4 separate regions of the Mus musculus genome follow, and all the other regions are linked to region 1. Evidence: chromatin contacts called from public targeted proximity ligation data. All regions are on one chromosome and are shown on one strand. The core of a region is the stretch at or near the end of the contact, and the rest is flanking DNA. Distances in the headings are between cores, read along the strand shown.

Evidence for each region.
Region 2: a targeted proximity ligation map of pancreatic cancer cells shows a contact between it and region 1. A contact is called at or near these places in 2 of 130 datasets of targeted methods (large pre-B cells and pancreatic cancer cells).
Region 3: a targeted proximity ligation map of pancreatic cancer cells shows a contact between it and region 1. A contact is called at or near these places in 1 of 484 Hi-C or Micro-C datasets (the HPC-7 cell line), 5 of 130 datasets of targeted methods (embryonic basal ganglia, embryonic stem cells, extraembryonic endoderm stem cells and 2 more) and 1 of 9 other capture datasets (liver).
Region 4: a targeted proximity ligation map of pancreatic cancer cells shows a contact between it and region 1. A contact is called at or near these places in 2 of 484 Hi-C or Micro-C datasets (bone marrow-derived macrophages and embryonic stem cells), 3 of 130 datasets of targeted methods (embryonic basal ganglia, embryonic stem cells and pancreatic cancer cells) and 3 of 9 other capture datasets (adipose tissue, embryonic stem cells and liver).

What each region holds. Positions count from the first base shown.
Region 1 is chr19:24,324,536-24,327,259 of GRCm38.p6, reverse strand. All of the region lies in intron 13 of Pip5k1b (phosphatidylinositol-4-phosphate 5-kinase, type 1 beta), which reads left to right. Among named protein-coding and RNA genes, the nearest start is that of Fxn, 45 kb to the right of the region's middle.
Region 2 is chr19:24,729,154-24,731,877 of GRCm38.p6, reverse strand. The region is part of intron 8 of Pgm5 (phosphoglucomutase 5); the gene reads left to right. Among named protein-coding and RNA genes, the nearest start is that of Gm38581, 23 kb to the right of the region's middle.
Region 3 is chr19:24,640,435-24,643,158 of GRCm38.p6, reverse strand. No RefSeq gene overlaps it. Among named protein-coding and RNA genes, the nearest start is that of Tmem252, 32 kb to the left of the region's middle.
Region 4 is chr19:24,614,428-24,617,151 of GRCm38.p6, reverse strand. No RefSeq gene overlaps it. Among named protein-coding and RNA genes, the nearest start is that of Tmem252, 58 kb to the left of the region's middle.

The sequences.
Region 1 (2,724 bases), core at 115-2,614:
AATTGGCTGTTACCTAGTGCTAAGAAAGGGTTTGGGAAAAACAAAGTGATTGCTAATGAGCACAGTCACCTCACAAGTGACAAAGAAAACATTGTTAAATTGATTGTGTGCTTGTCACACAGCTCTGGGTATACTGAAAACACTGAATTGCGTGATTTAAGTGAATCAATTGTTTGGTATGTGTATAATATTTCAATAACATTAGCAAACAAAAAATGGGACACAGGGAGTCTAGGGCTGGGGCCTGGGAGCCTGGGGCTGGGGCTTGTTATTTGTAGATTTGCTCTGGGGTAATTCACCAGCGTTACTCGTGTTAGGAGTCTCTCAGGTCAGATTCCCCAGAAAAGACTCCCTTGTCTCTCAGCCTGCAAGATAAAGGCTGGTTTTATGGGCTAACCCCACCTCATCCCCATGTTTGTTCCTAACCTACGCTGTAACTGGTGCTCTGTGATCCAAAGACTCTCTGTTCTACCCACTCCTGAGACTAAGACTTGGAAAAAAAATAGAGTTGAAAAAAGACAGTTGCGTAGTAAAGAGAATTCTGGAAGCTGATCTGCCTGCTTAACTAGACTTTTAGCCAGAGGCATCTGTCTTACCCTCTCTCCCTCTCCCCAACTAAATGCACACTTTCCCTCTTATTCCTGACTTGTTAAGGAGCTCTGGGGATCAAAATAGAGAAAATGAAGTGAGCAGGGAAACATGTATCAAAAATAGACAGTTTGTCTTCTCCGGTTCCTCTGATCCATCATGTTATCTACTACTGAGGGTCCGTTTTCATTTAAGATTCTGATTTGGGGGAGAAAAAACAGAATAAGCATTTATTTCGGGACAAGTTATTCTTGTAGTTGCAGAATCAAAAGGTGGAAGCAGATTCCTCCCCTACCAAAGGTAGAAATAGTACTTTTCATGTGTAGACAGAAGGACAACTCCTGTCTGAATCCAGAGACCTAGTTAAGTTCATTTAAACATAACGTTTATCATTGGCTCTTTTGAGATTTAAAACAAATAATAACAATAAAAGCTGAAGCCCCTGGCCAAGAGGGGAAGCCTCCCTGAGCTCGAGCAAGGTTGAAGGTCTCGATTCTCACGGCCTCGTAAAGAAGAGAGACATTGCATTATTGTGATGGGGAGAGGAAAGCCTTGCTGCTTTTCGTACATGTTCTCCTCACATGACTCCCTGGTCTTAAAGGAGCTATTCCGTTCATCTATACTAAATGTAGGGCTCAGAGGATTCAAATGATGCGGGGAACAGTAGCCAACCACTATCCTCTGAGATGCTTGAGCAGGCAGCTAACTCGGTTCCTGTTTCTGCTGCCAGTGCGTAGGATTATACCACACATCCCAGACATACTTCTTAAAGAAGCAGATGAATCATCAAGAGAGAGAAAGCCAGTCATTGTTTAAAGTGCCATTTTGCCATGTGTACTGGCACATTCAAGACAATTTCGAATTACCTTGTGACTAAAGCATTTCAGTATCTTAAGATGTTAGTCATGACTGACATCTCTGAGATTGCCTGTCTCTCGAGCCTTGCAACTCTTTTTTCCAATCTAAATGTTGAAGAAAGAAAAATTGACTTTCATTTTCCATGCTGGGGACTGATTCCAGGGCCTCCCGTGTGCTGTGCACAGCTCAACCACTAAATGTTACTGCAAGCCCTGAATAGGCCCCGCATGTCTACATAGCATATACAATGATGCATGCATGTATACATGGCATATACAATGATGTATGCATGTATACATGGTATACACAATGATGCATGCATGCATACGTGGCATATACAATGATGCATGCATGTATACATGGTATACACAATGATGCATGTCAGCATGCCCTTCCCAGGATATCACAGCCATTCAAAACTCACTCCATAATGTGAAAGGAGAGAAATAAAAATGTGAGAGGCCTTGCTCAAAAACTGTTAACAAGAGCATCGTGATACGCTTTGATTATCTCAGAATTCTCAACATTAAGACAAGAAGATCGTGAGTTCTTGGCCAGCCTGAGCTTCAGAGTATATCCAGGGTTAGCCTAAGTTACATAACAAAATACACACACACACACACACACACACACACACACACACACACAGAAGCAGGCAGGACATTAAACTAAGCTGGGACAGTTGCCCTGGTCACTTGTCTGTGAAGCCAGCCCTGGAGGAAGACACTTAGCAGCCCTGAAGGAAGACACTTGTCGTATCTGCTGATTATAATGTACACTTTTAACCTGTTACCATGACTAGCCCTCTGTCTAAGGATCCTTGCTACAAGATCATCAGGGATAACTTATGAAGTCCTTCCTAAACTTCCACCTCGCAAATCCTATAGTTCAGTCACAAACCTGGCATCCTTCATACAATAGTCCCTTGCCCTGGGTGATCCCTGCCAGGGTGCTGAGTGCTTTGTGGCAGGAATTTCAGGTCGTTTCTTCCCGCTCTGACAGTAGCTTTCAGTGGGTCGGTTCTTCAAGCCAAATTAAATGAAAACTTGAGATCAGATCCGAAAGGGAGGGGGAAAAAAACCTTAAATAAAAATATATCTTCTGTTTCTAAGCTCCTGGCAGTTAGTAGACCTTGTGTCTACTACCCATGTGTGCACGCACACACATACACATTCACACACAGAGATCACACACTCAGACACACACACAGAGAGATCACACACACACACTCAGACACACACAGAGAGAGATCACACACCTTGTTTTTCAACTCAGTTC
Region 2 (2,724 bases), core at 103-2,602, 400 kb before region 1:
AAGGACAAAATCATAAAACAATTTCATTGTCACTAATACTGGAATTAAAGTTGAAACGGAGAAAAGTCTCCCGATGTTCTCTGTGTGGGTAAGCCCCAGAACCAGTTCTCCACTTAGAGGTTGTATCCTTGAAGTTGGAGGTTGTGCTAGGGATGGTGGCTGGAGGGGATCTCAGGCTAGAGAGGGGAGGGAGGCCTGAGGAATCATTTGTGTGTGAAAATGAACACTAGGTCAGATGCTTGGACATGATCTCAGGTTTAGACTCAACATGGTCTTCCTCATTAGTACATGTTCTCATATATCAAACTTTTGCCTCGAACTCTCTCCTGTCTTATCCAACTTCTTGCCTCTTTCTGCTTTCCTTGCTCTCTCTCTCTCTCTCTCTCTCTCTCTCTCTCTCTCTCTCTCTCTCTCTCTCTCTCTGTGTGTGTGTGTGGGTGTGTGTGTGTAATTTTATTTTAACCTTACTACGGAGCTAGGCTGGCCTTGAATTCATATTTAATTCTCTTGCCTGAGTCTCTTAACTGTTTCAAATACAAATACACACTGCTAGATCTGGCTCTTATATGGGTTTTTTCCCCTCCCAGAGTGGCCACCTCTAATGGGAATCCCATGTCTGAACACATTTGCTGACAGTGTTATAAGGACTTTCTTGTTATCTTGTTCCCAAAGCTGAGGAAGAAATACCTGGTGTGGGAAGAAGAAAAGGATATGGTATGGTTCCATGCCCCTCATTTTTGGCAAGGGTTCTGATGTTTATTGGCCATCTTTAAAACTTTGAAGTTGATAAAAGTTGTACAAATATTCAGGGTTCCCGTCTTTCAGCTCACTCTGAATATTGTCCATGAGGCAAAAACGCCCCAAGTTAAAGCCCAACTGAAGGCAAATATTTGGGCTCAGCTGCCCCTCCTTTGGCTCCATTTACAAATACCCATTCCTGCCATGGTGTGCCAGCTGGAACTGGAGACAAATATGTGATGTTTGGAGAGATGACTTCTTTATATTAGTGACTAAGGGGGAAAAAAACCAAACAAACCAATGAACAGATGTTTTTTTAAAAGCTCTGATGCCTGGCGTTGTGCCAGCTGTGTGGTATGCATCATCAAATTTCAAACTCCAAAATAAACAAGCCAAGAATAATTTCGATCTTTTTTTTTTTTTTTTCTCCTCTGATTACCACCCCAGCCCTACTATTCGATTCGAATAGCTTGTGGCTAGGAAGACTTTTTTTGAATGGAACAATTGTGACATTTCTTTCAAGTTCTCCAGAGATTTTTTATAGTGAGCTCAGTTCCCTTTTCTCCCTCTTTTCTGTCCCTCTCGCTCCCCCATTGCTTCCCCACCCCAGGCTGATCACATAGCTCCAGAAACAGCCAAGAATGAGAGAGCTAAGGCCTGTGCCTTCTTAGACTCACATTCTGAAGAGTGGGCAAAGGCAGGTTGGAAATCAACAAACAGGGAGACAATGCAGAAGAAAAATGTGCAGTGGTGACAGGCAAGGAAAGGGAAGCCACCCAGGTAGATGGATGGGTGTGCAAGGCTGGCACTTTCAGGAAGAACAGGACAAGGCAGCTCTTTGAGGGTACCAGGCATAAAGAAGCCTAAAAACTGTTAAGAAGGAGAGGACTGGCAGTGAGGGCAGGAGGTGGGAGCAGGTCAGGTGCCAGAATGAGAACTAAGCAGTGAAGCAGATTCATGAGGACCCATTTATCAATTCTTGATCTTAGAGCCTGAGTCATCGGAGTTCTGTTTAGAAAATGTCCCCCTGTGCCAATGAATTTGAGGCTTTCTCCCACTTTCTCTTCTATTAGATTCCGTGTATCTGGTTTTACGTTGAGCTCCTTGATCCACTTGGACTTGGACTTTGTGCAAGGTGACAAATATGGTTCTATTTTCACTTTTCTACAAAGCAACTGCCAGTTAGACAAGCATCATTTATTGAAGATGCTGTCTTTTTCTCCATTGTATTTTTTTTTTTTTTTTTGCTTCTTTGTCAAAGATCAAGTATCTATGTGGTTTTATTTCTGGGTCTTCAATTCTATTCCATTGATCAATCTGTCTGTCTCATTACTAATACCATCATAGTGTCTTAAATATATTTGTCAATCATTGAATCTCTAACTTGTTCAACTATTACTTAACAAATAAACCAACACACATAAAGCTTAGAATAGCTTTAAATGCACTCCAACTCTCTCCCTCCATTACATGCCCCCCCCACATAACTGATATACTCACATTCACAGAAACCAAACTATGAATAAAGCTAGAACATCTGACTGACCAATGCCTTTCTCTTGTAAGTAAAAGTAAAATCTGAATAAAATTATTTCTTTGATCAGAACCTTCTGTGACACTTCTTTGCCCAGCATGTGGGTTCCTGCTTCAGGCTAGATCCTAAAGAGCCAGAGCTTATCTCTAAGATAGCGTACAGATTCTTTTAGTTAATTATCTTCAGTGGATAGGAAAGAGATATTCTCTCACTTTGTGGCATTAATTTTACAGATGTCTTCTTAGCTTCTTTCCTTTTTTTAAAAATATTTTTATGATTTTTTAATTAGGTATTTATTTCATTTACATTTCCAATGCTATCCCAAAAGTCCCCCACAAGCTCCCCCACCCACTCCCACTTTTTGGCCCTGTTGTTCCCTTGTACTGAGGCATATAAAGTTTGCACTACCAATGGGCCTCTCTTTCCACTGATGGCCGACTAGGCCATCTTCT
Region 3 (2,724 bases), core at 94-2,593, 320 kb before region 1:
AGAGACGTAAATAATTGTGAGTTATAACATCAAGCTTTCCTACCCAGCCACTTTGTTCCCAGAGTAAGGGCTCTGAGACTGAATATTTTATAAATAAACGCCTCGGCCATAAGCTAGGGCTTGTTCCCCTGACTAGCTCATGACTCAATTATCTGGTTATTCTGTTCTACAAAGCACCACATGGCTTGTTACCTCTTCTCAGAGTTCCTGACTAATCTCCCACACTTCTGACTGTTTTTGAATTCCTCTTTATCCCCACTCCCTCCATCTTTCTGTCTCTCCCTCTCTGTCTCTCTGTCTCTGTCTGTCTGTCTGTCTGTCTGTCTCTCTCTCTCTCTCTCTCTCTGCTGGATACCCCACCTCCTAATCCTGCCTCAGCTCTTTGGCCATAGGCTTATTATTATTATTATTATTATTATTATTATTGTTGTTGTTGTTGTTATTGACAAGTGATGCATCCATACAGAATATAAGAGATTTTCTCTACAGTGAGTGTTGTGCACTTTATGTGACAAGAAAATCATCTGAGGGAAAAAAATGATCAGAGGAAAGTGAGGTCTTGCCCCAAGGGAGGCATGTCAAGAATGCCAGTACAGTTTACTTTAAAAGCTGGCCATTGAAGGGACAAAGGTGACAGAGTCATAACTTAAACCCCGGTAAGTGTGACTAATGTGGGTCGTGTACACACTCAGTAACACAGCTGTTACTTTTCCTTTCCTCTCAAAATGATACCTGCAAGCTGAGCAATGGCCGCAGAGGGTGGCTAACGGGGGACACCAGATGCCTTCAGACAATGAACCCGAAATGATAACTCCTCCCTCCCCTGAGTTCTACTCCAGTCACAGTATTTGTGTAGGGCAACAAGAGGGAGCTCCAGCTCCATGGTGTGACAGCTACTCGCAGGAGGAAGAGGATGGCTCCTTTTTGAAGACATTGACTAGATCATGGCCCTAGGGAGGATGGGTAGAGAGCAGCAAAGGTCTGAGCCTACTCTAAGGAAGTCTGTCTTTGGACCTTCATGCTATTACAGTGACTTGAGTATGGGCAAAGCTTCCAAGAGAGTTCTTTTTCACCTAGCAGCATCAGTAACAAGAAGATACATTCTCCAAAGTCAAGGTCAGGCAAAGAGTCAAAGGTGAAATAGAGACAAACAGTAGCGGCTCTCTCTCTCTCTCTCTCTGCTTTTTAATATTCCTGAATATGTACAAAATTCCTTTCTAGAAAGTTACTAATTTCTTTATCTCAAATTTTCAACAGAGAATGGTTCTAATTCACTGCTAGACTATTGCTATGCGTGGACTGTGTGTGTCCCTCCAAATGCACACATTGTACTGCCGCTTACAGATGTGATGTTATTAGACAGTGGAGCCATTAAAGGGGGATTACGTCACAAGGGCCCTTTTAAGGCATTGTGTAAAGCATTTTTAAAAGAGTCCCCAGAGCACTGACTCCTTCTTCTCCCAAGAAGGAAGGATACAGCTAAGACTCACTGTCTATGACTAGGAAAGCAGGCCCTCACTGAATACCAAATGTGCTTCAGCCTGGATCCACAACTCCTTGTACCCTGGGGCTATCAGAATTATGGTTCTGATGTTTATAGGCCAGCCATTTGGTATGTTGTGATATGGCCTGAGTGGACTAAGACACCTATTGTTTCTGCTACAGACATTCTCATAGTCTTAGGTCAAAGACTCTATCCACATGTCTTTTCCCCCTTGCCCCTGCCACCATAGCCTATCCCTAGATCAAGGCGTAACATAGGCTAACAGGCTGGATTTGTCTGTTACATTTTGGCTTACACTTTTGGTAAGATTGGAGATTTCCCTTGGTGCCAGCATATTACTATTAATGCTTAGAGCTCAGAGAGTCCTGACAGTCTGGATCAGCTGCACATTCTCTACTGAAAGCGCACGCAAGCTTGTGGTCAGGGCTGCCATTCCTGCTTCCTTTAGAGGGTGAGTCAGACGCTGGTGGCTCCCTTTCCTAATCCTTTATAGCAGTGTGCACCTGTCCACAGTGAAAAGGAGGTTGGAAACTTCCAGATTCAAATATGGCAGGCAAGAGTATTCTGGGTTCCCTTCTGTACGTCACGTGCTGAGATTCAGCGTGCCAGAGCCCACTGATTTTGTATCTTCAACTATTAGGAAGCTATCTGGGCATCTACTGCTGCTGCTGCTGCTACTTTATTTATTAATTATTATTATTATTATGCATGATAATAACTATATTATTTTTATTGTTATTATTATTATTATTTGTTTTAAGATGGTTCAAAGACACACAACATTTTGATAATAAGCTCTGTGTACTATGACCTTAAAAAAATAACAACCAGGTTTTATTTAAATAAATAAATAAATAAACAAACAAACAAACAAACAAACAAACAGCCGGGCGTGGTGGTGCACGCCTTTAATCCCAGCACTCGGGAGGCAGAGGCAGAGGCAGGCGGATTTCTGAGTTCAAGGCCAGCCTGGTCTACAAAGTGAGTTCCAGGACAGCCGGAGTTATACAGAGAAACCCTGTCTCACCCCCACCCCAAAAACAAATAAACAAAAACCACTCTCGGGTTTCCACAAGAAATAATCTTTATTGAGGGTACACTCTGACCATCCCAGGACATCCTGCAAAGCACTATATCTTAAAAGTCTACACCATCACCCAGAGCTGCATTTTGGGGACCAAGAACTTCTTGAACATGACTTTTATAACCTCCCCAACCTT
Region 4 (2,724 bases), core at 57-2,556, 290 kb before region 1:
CCACTTAACTTGGGAAGCAAGGTTACATAGCATCACTCAGTGTAGATGGGAATCTCCTTGTCCCTGAGGATCTCTTTCTTGGGGACAACCAGATCTTGGGGTACAGAATTTAGCATCTGAATGTATAGCAGCCCCAGACCAAACCCACTACTTAGAGGCACTCCTGTCTTCTGGCCGTGTCACAGTGCACAGCCTCCTATGAACACGCCAGCTGCTCCTGTTGTTAGAGGCAGGAGCCACATAGATATTCCTGTGTGCTCAGAATTCTGAGGCAGGTCAATCTCTGAGTTTGAGATCAGCTTGGTCTTCATAGGGAGTTCCACGCTAGTCAGAACTAGATAGTAAGACTCTGCCTCAATTTTTTTTTTCCTTTGCCCTAAATGATTGAACAAAAGAGAGAAGTCACATACACGGGTAACATGTGAGGGCCTGCACCCTGGACAGCCTAGGGTACGTCCACTCCTTGTGCACAACAAGAAATCACTACCCCATGCCAGCCCTTCAGTTCCCCACACTTTCCTCCCTGCTAAATGTTTCTATTTCTTTCTTCTGTGTCTTAGTTGGCAGGAGGCCAAGGAGACATATATTAACAATAAAAAGGGAAGCCAGGGCTATCCAACCAATACATGATCCGAGGAGTGTCTAAACACTGAAGGCCTAGCTATTGTCTCCTTCTTAAGGTCAGATATTGCAATGTTATCTTTTCTAGTCTCTAAATCCCATCTTGATGAAATGTCAAAATAGGAAACAGGCTAGGCCTCTGACACCTGCTCCTGACACCCCGCCGCTCTCCACTGAAGCAGAGTGATGCCCCAGCTTAAAGAGAAGTCCAACCAAACGCAACAGTGGCACCCAGCCGAGTGTTCAGTGGTCACAAACCATGGGCACCTGTAGCGCCTGGCCCAGCATTTGAGGGTGCTCTACTGAAGGACTTCTTCAGGAACAGGCAAAAGCAGGCCAGCAGGCTATCCACTGGGCTCTTGTCAGAACTCAGGTGTGTTCTCACAACATTTGGCAAACCTGGCTGACTCATCAGTGATCAGCCAGGGCAAGGATGACAAGGGCGTCATGTGATGTCCCAACTGGGAAAAGCCTGTGTCATGCCTTGAAGATTCTAGTTCGCTATTTATAGTGAGGGTGACTGTGTCTGCTCACTCATTCACCACATCCTTTGTCCTTGTGTACTTATTAATAATGTCCCCTCTTAAATGTGCCCCCCCATTGGGATGACACAGAGCATCGTCATCCCTAGTAGTTCCATTTCTCATTGCTGTCCCAGAAGACCTTACAGAAGCAGTTGTTCTGTAAGGGAGGAGAGGTTGATTTTGACTGACAGTTTAAAGGGGGCGGGACAGTCAGTCGTGGCTGGATCTGTGGCAGTATCTTGTGGCTGGGCTTCTTTGTATCTTAGCAGATCAGGAAGCAGAAAGGGTGGGCCGGAAGCAGAGAGCTTGGGACAGAAGCACGGCTGGCCTTCAACCCTAAAGACCCATCATCCCTCCTGGTTATGTCAACCATCTCTGTCCTATGTCCCAAAGGTCCACAATTCCTGTACTGGCTGGTTTTGTGTGTCAACTTGGCACAAGCTGGAGTTACCACAGAGAAAGGAGCCTCTGTTGAGGAAATGCCTCCATGAGATCCAGCTGTAAGGCATTTTCTTAATTAGTGACCAAGAGGGGAGGGCTCATTGAGAGTGGTGCCATCCTTGGGCTGGTCGTCCTGGGTTCAATAAGAAGGCAAGCTGAGCAAGCCAGTGGAAGCAATCCAGTACACAGCATCCCTCCATTGCCTCCAAGTTCCTACCCTGTGTGAGGTCTAGTCCCGACTTCTTTTGGTGATGAACAGCAATGTGGAAGTATAAGCTGAATAAACCCTTTCCTCCCCAACTTGCTTCTTGGTCATGATGTTTTGTGCCAGAATAGAAACCCTGACTAAGACACCTCCTAAAATGGCAGTGGACTGAGGATTTTAAACACCTTAGAGCCTGTGATGGACTTTCAACCATTCAAATCATAACATTATAAATCCATTAGCACCATCTTCACACAGATGTGTTCTTTATATCCAAAAAGGAATTTACCCTAGCTTCAGCAAAATCTAAAGCACTTCCAACCATTTCAGAACCAAAAGATGAGGCAGCTGCTAAAGTAGATTTTTTTTTCTCTCTGAAATCACCTAGCCATCTTTAAGGCGATCCCTAACATCTCGCTGGGAAGCCTTGAATTCCATTCCTTGAGCTGATTCCAACTGTTCCGTGAGGTTAAGAGCATAGCCATAGCATATTTTCTCTTCTCCATCCTATCAGTCTGCTTCTCCTAAAACTCCCTCCCCACCTCTCTCACTCAGGAAACTTTATTCTCCAGTCACTAGGAGAACTGAGGCTAAGGGTAAGAGCTTTGCGGTGCATTGGCAATAATCAAAACTAGAGTGAAGTGATCAGAAACATCCACTCTGCCACTTACCAGACTTGGAAATATTTCTCTACTCTATGCCCCAGTTGATGGTACTATTGATGATAGTCTTTCCCAGGGAGGCTAACAGCAGGTTTAAATGAGTTGGGAGGTAGCATCTTTTTGATATTTAGGCAATAGAAAGGCAAATTGACCCTGATTCTGTGGCTCTTTGCTGGAGTAAACAGAGGAAAGCACATACACAAGAGAGACATGGGTGGATCTGCTTGGCAGAGTTGACCACTGAATGTGCCTTGGTTTTGGAAACATAATC